Linked DNA regions of Hordeum vulgare: region 1 is linked to region 2. A link is a contact called in public Hi-C data. All regions are on one chromosome and are shown on one strand. Each heading gives the region's core, a stretch centred on a gene start, on an enhancer-like site or on the middle of the called end of the contact. The rest is flanking DNA. Distances are from core to core; before and after follow the strand shown.

What was found. A called contact is a pair of places that touch in the nucleus more often than the background predicts.
Region 1: a Hi-C map of seedling shows a contact between it and region 2, with 3 times the contacts expected there. The contact joins two enhancer-like sites. A contact is called at or near these places in 2 of 6 Hi-C or Micro-C datasets (leaf and seedling).

What each region holds. Positions count from the first base shown.
Region 1 is chr3H:61,515,712-61,520,029 of MorexV3_pseudomolecules_assembly, forward strand. No RefSeq gene overlaps it. Among protein-coding and RNA genes, the nearest start is that of LOC123442970, 110 kb to the left of the region's middle. Within about 2 kb of position 2,845, at least 3 of the 3 cell types and tissues checked have open chromatin away from gene starts, as enhancers often do. A contact at or near this core is called in seedling, where this site is marked.
Region 2 is chr3H:61,246,854-61,250,846 of MorexV3_pseudomolecules_assembly, forward strand. No RefSeq gene overlaps it. Among protein-coding and RNA genes, the nearest start is that of LOC123442969, 11 kb to the left of the region's middle. Within about 2 kb of position 1,753, at least 1 of the 3 cell types and tissues checked has open chromatin away from gene starts, as enhancers often do. A contact at or near this core is called in seedling, where this site is marked.

The DNA.
Region 1 (4,318 bases), core at 1,595-4,094, 270 kb after region 2:
ACGGATTATTGCATTTCCATTTGGGAAAAGGAGAGGAGAAAATGATGGATTGGGGCTTTGGCGGAACATTATTAGTGTATAGAAAGTTCATGGCAACAAGGCCAATAGTTGAACATATAAATCTTTTCAAATAAATTCTTTTGTAACTCTCAATCAGTACTACCTTGTCGATTTATACTTAGAGGACCAGAGGGCAAAAATCCAATGCAAGGCCTTACACATGCGTGCCCATCTCGTGCATGGATGTGATTTGAGCTTAGGCCATTAAGCATCATCTTCGTGCAGTCCCTACCCAAAAGGAGCAACTGTATTTTGTGATCTCGAATGTGATATATTGATATGTATTCACATATTTACAGGTGCATTGCTGTATTTTGTATAATTGTAATTCAAAAAACACAAAACTAATCTAAAATAAGTTAATTATTGTGGTTATAATTGTGCATCCGCCTCGAAAAATATTTTTTCATTCATGCCGAATGAGTCTTCCATTGAAAGAGGAGAGTCTCATTCTCACTAGGAGGGTGTAGGCATTTTTTCTCCCGTTGCAACGCACGTGACTTTTTCCTAGTTAGTATAAAGTGAAGTCATTTATTTTGAAATAGAGACAGAGGGAGTACTCAGCAGTATACTACTCCCTCCGTTTCTAAATATAAATCTTTTAAAAAATCACTAAGAGTGTACATACGAAATAAAATGAAAAAAATATATTTTAAAATATGTCTACATGGATGTAGTCCTCTAATAAAATCATACAAAATATCTGTATTTAAAAACGGAGGGAGTACATCTTTCGAGAAATTTCAAGCAAATCAAATCAGAAAAGCACGGAACAGAACACAAGAGAAAGAGAAAAAGCTGAGACGTGCGCGCTCTGCCTCCCCCCCCCCCCCCCCCCCCTCTCTCCCATCCGAGTGGGCGTCATACAGAGGCCACACAGGCCTCCTCTGTCGCCATGCGGACGGGGCACGCGCGCGCATCTCGAGGCGCATCTGACGGGCGCAGCAGGAAGATCCGCCTGCGATCGTACGGCCCGAGGCCGATGGCCGCGAAGGCGGGGCGCGGCGCACGTGCTCTCCCGGGCCGGCACGTGGCTCGCAATGTACGTAGCAGTACGTACTGCTGCCGCTAGTACGGGTGGCGCTACTAATTTTGTACTCTATGCTCTACCGACATGCTTAAAAATGAAGAACTCCCGTCAAAAGACGAGCAGGAAATGGATGGAACAGCCGCATGGCCTATTTGTTTTTGTTTTGTTTTGGTTTGTCTGCACTATCATTACGCTTTTTTGGGCGCTGCTGCGGTGACAGCGGTAACAGATACGTGTGCTGGATCATGTTAGATTCTTTTTTCCCGTCAGGTCGTTCAGAGCGAAGCCCACACACATGGAAGAGGAAACCACCCCCGCTTTTGGTAGCCGGACAGGGCTAAACTCAAAGATCTTTCACGTGGCCTGTAGATCAATCAATCCGTTCATCTATCGATCTAAGTAGTAGTAGTACATAATATAGTACTACTCCACTCGGTGACGCGACGTACGTATGCGCGCAAGCAGCGTCACTGAACCGAAACGAGACCATCTTGCTCGCTGCGTGTGAAACCTGCTTCCTACAACGACTACGGTTTCACTTTGACGCCGTTGGTAAGTAAGAAAAAATATATTGAGAGGAGCAGGGCGCCGCTGCACTTCACGAGAAACTAGAAATTCCTCCGGCTCCGGGGCAGACCGATCGTGGACCATGCTCCTCTGCCTCACCACCACGCCCTGCAAAGGTTTATTGCGGCCATTTACATCCGCTTTCATGGTGGTGGCCATGCTCATGCGCGCAGGGGCGCAGAAATAACACTCAACTCACCCGCTGATCGATTCCAGCACCCATAAATTCAGACATCTGCAGCCATACCAGTGGGCAGTGGCATGTTTTTCAGTGGGAAATACATCACCATTTTTTATATTTTTTCATCCCGGGAAACAGACAAGGCCACCGATGTCGCCCTCTTCCTCGCGTCACTCGGCCGATCGATCGTTCCTCGTGCAGATGCTGCTTGTGGTACAACTACTACATGACCTGCCTACTGTGCAAGGTTCCAATCGAACAATGGCGATGTGTCTGCGGGTGGCGACGGGATCTACGTCAGCTAGAGCTAGCCCTTCCGATCCTTCTTGTTGTTATGCATTCATCTCTCGTCCTTGAAAATAAACAGCTTCTTCTGTTTCTTTTGCGGCTCCCAACCACCGCTAGCTCGCTCCTGTCTGAAGTTGAATGAACAAAAATATTTAGTTAGCACCGGTGGTGGTAGTAGTAATTTACAATAATTTGATTCGATTGCATTAGGAAGTCGTGTGGATTTAACTACGTAGGAGTAGTTGGCCAAATATATATATCACCTCGCGTCTTGGTTCTCTAGACTGAATATGTATTCTATGCTTCAGTAGGTGCGGCACTTTTCTGCTCTCCCTTTGGAAGATCTTGCCACGGGCATATTCTCTCTCTGCAGTGCTAGTTTCAGATATTCCCTTCTCTTACATAAAATAATAGCATTTTCTTTGGAAGAACAGAATCATTCAGGAATGGTGGTTACCCATATGTGTTTCCTGATTTGTTTTCTTATAAATAAAAACAAATGAACTTGCTATGCAACTCCCACCTTGATCAACAAAGTAGCGTTTCCATGCTGATGAAAGAGTTGATAAACCAGCTAGGTTTTGATCCGATCAGCATAAAGTGGCAGCAGTGAACCTACTCCGGCCTTTGTTCGAGACGGAGCGAGCATGGGAGATGGTCCATGATTTGCAGGACTGTCGAAAGGGTGAAGACAATGTAGCCAAAGCCCTGTTTGATTTGTTTGTTTGTACCGGGGGCGCTAAAGCCGTGTGGCCCATGCCCGCACTCATAGCGTGGCCCAGGGTTAGGATCCGAATAATTGCTAGGCCCGGGACCTAAATAACAAATATTGTTGGGTGAAGACAATGTAGCTGCTTCCTCCCTCCATCCTTCAATGTATAGTTTTTCATTGTTCCATAGCTTTTAAGTTTCAGTACTGCTAGTAGATCCCAAACTATTTAATTCTGAATTAAGCATTTCTTCTGTGGTAGACATTTTTTTTACCGGATTAACAACTTGACAAAAAAGCTAGATAGATTGCATTTACCAGTAGGATAAAAGAAACAGAATTAACTCACAGCAAGCTTTAGTTCCTGCTACCAACCAGTAAACTATAACATTTTTTTCTTCAAGAATACGCAAACAAAATATAACATGTTTAGTGCTCCCTTCGTTTTTAAATATAAGTTTTTTAAAAGTTTCGCTAAGGAATTACATACGCATCTATATAGATATACTTTAGATTATAAATTCATTCATTTTACTTCGTATGTAGTTCCCTAATGAAATCTCTAAAAAAGCAAAACTCATATTTAAAAACGGAGGGAGTAGTACGTATTCTTTTCTTCATGATCGGCGATTTTCGTGGCCATGTCTGCATATATGTGGGGCTCGCCTGGTCAAAATGCATTTGCATGATCAATTATAGTAGCTAGCCTTTAGCGGCCGTGTGTTTGCCTTTATTTCGTGGGATCAGGATCACTCTAGTTATTCCAATTATTCACCCACGCCCCTATCATACGATGCTACATTATGCATGGCTCCACTACATGATTGCTTGCACAAAATAATCGATGGGAGGAAAACTGAAGAGAAAGTTTTGTGTGTTTTTAGGTCTAGTCTAGCTATACGTTGTGCAGGTTTTCACCTGATTTTTTTTAATAAACCAAGGGGTATGGGTCCTTGTACCATCTTCTTCTTCACAACGAATATAACAGTTCTTTTGTTATCATTAGAAAAAAAGAGAAAAGGATCCTGGGACAGCCGAAGCTCCGGGATTAGATCGTTGGGCCCTGAAGATGCAGTCATATCGTCGAACCTCATTAACAATTAGGTCTAATGAGCCGTATGCAGGCCTAATCTGGCCTATATAGTTGTTTCTAACCTACTATTATAATTTAGTGCATGTAACCGAACTCATTTTTTTTCTGTTGCTATTGTTCCCATCCATTCTTCTTGGTTCTGATGTATCCGCGTGCTCCAGTATATCTGTCGATTCTATCTGTTGAGTCCTTAAAGCACGCGTTTGTGAGCAACACTTTCTAATTATGTTGATCAACACTAGGGATGTAATCTAATTATATGATCTAACCCATTCTAATTATTAATGTATCCAAGTAGTCTTTTTAATGTACATAGTATTATATTCCATCGATAACCGACCATCTTTCTTAAGCATATACTCAATCCGTTGGAGATAACGAGCATGGTTT
Region 2 (3,993 bases), core at 503-3,002:
TATAATCAATTGTTCGGTTGTGCAAGTGGGAATTTACCTTTCACGTGTTTAGGGATTCCTATTCATCACCGAAAATTATCAAATAAGGAATGGAAATGCATCAAGGATCGATTTGAAAAAAAAATTAAGCTACTGGAAAGGCAAGCTTTTATCCTATGAAGGACGGTTGGTACTTGTTAATTCAGTATTATCAAGCATGCCTATGTTTCTTTTATCCTTTTCCGAAGTACCTGTCGGGTGCGAAAAAGGTTGGATTTCTATCGATCTCGTTTTTTCTAGCAGAGCGATGAGGTCAGGACCAAGTATAGGCTCACTAGATAGGACATCATTTGTAGACCAAAAGAACGAGGGGGTTTAGGGATCAAAAATTTAGAGACCAAAAATAGATGTCTACTCAGTAAATGGCTGTTTAGACTATCTATGGAAACAAAAGGTATGTGGGTACAGATTCTGACGAACAAGTACTTACAAAACAAGACCTTATCTCAGGTTACAACACGACCAATTGACTCTCCTTTCTGAAAGGGTTTGATGCGGTCTAAAAATGATTCTTCAACAGGACTAGGTTTATCATAGGCGATGGTAAATCAACTAGATTCTCGGAAGATACTTGGCTAGGGGAGATACCTTTAGCTATTCAGTATCCGTAGTTGTACCATATTGCACAACATCGACAGGCGTCCGTTGCGTCAATACTTTGCGAGACACCTCTAAATATTCAATTTCGTAGATCCTTAATTGGTGACAGATGGATTAGCTGGCTGCACCTAGTCAGAAGGTTGATGGACATTAACCTCTTTGATCGACCCGATCGTGTGCATTGGAAGTTGACCACAAATGGGGTCTTTACGGTCAAATCTATGTACATGCATATCATAGATTCAACGCCTATTCCAAAATCAGCGCATATATGGAAGATCAAAGTTCCGCTAAGAATTAAGATCTTCATGTGGTTTGTTCACAAAGGGGTTATTCTAATGAAGGATAATCTAGCCAAGGGAAATTGGAAAGGCAATCCTAGATGCAGCTTCTGTCAGAATAAAGAAACTATTAAGCACCTATTTCTAGATTGTCCTATGGCTAAATTGTTACGGCGCTCGCTTCATATTGCTTTCAACATCAGTCCCCCTAATAGTATAAACATGTTATTTAGGATGTGGTTACAGGGGGTTGATGTTCAAACTGCTAAACTTATTCGTGTGGGGTCATGTGCACTATTTTGGGTTGTATTGAATTGCAGAAATGACTTAGTGCTTAACAGACAACGCGATATTCACTTCTTGCAGGTTATCTTCAGGGCTATCGCACTGATCCGCACGTGGTCATTACTCACTCCTGTGGAAGCCATGGAGCTTATGGTTACTGGGTGTGTCCATGAAAGATGGTAGCACAGGGTATCTTCAATCGGTTTGGATGACGACATATTAATAGGATAGGTATTTAGTCATCTAGGTCTCTCCGGTTATGACGTGACAGACGTCTTATATCTTTTTATTCACTATTTGCTAGACCTTGATGTATTTTGTTAATACTTGGCTTTAATTTTAATATATGACTGCATGCATCTCTCTATGCAGAGGCCGGAACTTTGCCTCCTTTTCTAAAAAACCTAATGAAGCACAGAACACACATGCAGTGTAGACAAGCCGAGACGCGAGGCTGCTAATTAAATCCACACGAGTCGAACCAAACTGGAGTACGTGATAGAAGTGGGTGGGTCTCTTCCGCTGTGGCTCGGATAGTGCCTGAATCGCCAGTGGGAGGATCACAAGGAGCGGAGTAGGGCACAGAGGATCCGGCGTGCTTACCAGTAGCAGTACAACGGAGTTAACCGTCCAGGCGTGGGTTACCGAGCGGGCAGACGTGCATGCGTCCGTGCGTGAGCAAGCCCGGGCCCTGGGATTCCGTGGAGAATCCAAAATTTTGCGTGACGCGTCGAACCTCGCATCCTACAGGTAGGGTGTAATTATGGAAAAAGTTTGAAAAAAACCTTGAATTCGTACCCCAAGTCTAAATCAAACCCTGAATTGAGAATCCCTGAAATCGTTACCTTGTCTTTCTTAATCCCGGTTTATCCCAGTCCATTAGTGCTAACAGCTGGTTTGGGGAGTTGGGATTGCTGACGTTGCTAGGATTAGAAGTTAACTGCACGGATTGTGGACGGATTGTGGGTCTCTTTGGGTATTCTCGTACTGTAAGTTGCAGCGGTGGAAAAAACAGAGCTTGAGTAGGGGAATCATATTAGGACTGGTCCGTCGGCCGGCGATGTCTTCCTCCCCCACCCCTCCCGCGCGCGCGTCGTAGTCAGGTGAAGGTCTTCACCATTCCTAAGCAGAATAATGGAATATCTACCTTAGGGTTATACCTTGGAAACTTAGTCTTTCTCCTAACAAATAGTCCTTCGTGATCACTGTCCTCATCATATGAGTAATCTTCATCATCTGAGTCAAAGTGGTTTTCTCCTACCACTCCTACCACTTCTTCCACATTTGCCACTAGATCTATTGGAACAACACCAGATGGATTTGTCTGAGCCCATCTCTTTGAGTCTCTAATTCTCTTCTTAAAATCCTTAGCTTGTTCCCTTAGTTCCACATATTCCTCTTCTAGTCCACTGTCATCACTTCCTGCCACATAATCACTATCATCCTCCTCACTGTCTGAAATTACAGAGCCATTGTCATCACCCTCATGTTCATGTGTTTGTTGAACTTCTGCATTACCACTATGTGTTCCTGGATTAACGACCTGAGAGCTATATATGAACCTGGGAACTTTGTGTCTGAAACTGAGAACTCCGTACCCGAACTTGTGAACTTCCAATCCTCTGTTTCCTATAGAAATTGTGCTCTGTAGGGCTGCTAATCACCTGGGTAATAAGACCACTCTCGGTTGGTACAGCCACATTTTCTGTTACAGTCAATGATGATGGATCCACACTAATTATGTGAACATCATCCTCTGCAGTTATGATTGCATCTGGTTCTACATCATTCTCTCCTTCTGACTCATTACCCATCTCATTCTCAAAATCACTACCACTGTCACTTGCACTTTCATCATCTTGCTTCCCAAAATACTCCACATAGACCTCAGCCACTCCTCCACCAGTTATGTATTCAGACATCTTCATACAACCAGCATCATTACACAAAAATAATAAGCCATCCACTAGTTCTTTACAGGCATCAGGAAGTGAATCTTCATGCTTTATTTCATTGGTATGTGATCACCAAGAAAGCTTTTTATCTCTGGCAAAGACAATTTATCCCTTTCAATCTCTGAAATTGCCTCATCACCACCGACATAGTCTAAAATAGGCCCAATGCAAACAAACTGTCCACCGAAATGAAACCACACATTCAGTTTGTCCCAAGGATCCATGATGACAACACAAAACTGCATTGCCACAGATTTTTTGATCAAACCAACGACTGATACAACTATTACGAACTAGGTGTACAAAATAATCTATTTTTCTGCATAAAGTAAACACCCTAATAACGCCCTAATAACCAGTTTTTTCCACGCCTAGAAACCCTAACCAAAGACAATCTTTGGTGATAAAAGTAAGGACAAGAAGACGAATACAAGAAGGAACGGGATTACCGAAGATTTTTCTGGCCGCCATGATTGTCTTGCTGCCTCTGCGATCAATCACCGCCAATCACCATTGGCTCTATGAGGGGAGGTGTCCAGGTAAAGAAACAGGGGAGGCAGCAGGTTCGTAGTGGGGGTTATGAAGCTCTGTTTTTTCCAGCTCTGCAACTTACAGTACGTGAATACCCGAAGAGGCCCACAGTCCGTCCACAATTCGTGCAGTTAACTTCTAATCCTAGCAACGCTATCAATCCCAACGCCCCAAACTAGCTGTTAGCACTAATGGGCTGGGATAAACCGGGATTAAGAAAGACAAGGTAACAATTTCAGGGATTCTCAATTCAGGGATTGATTCAGACTTGGGGTATGAATTCAAGGTTTTTTCAGACTTTT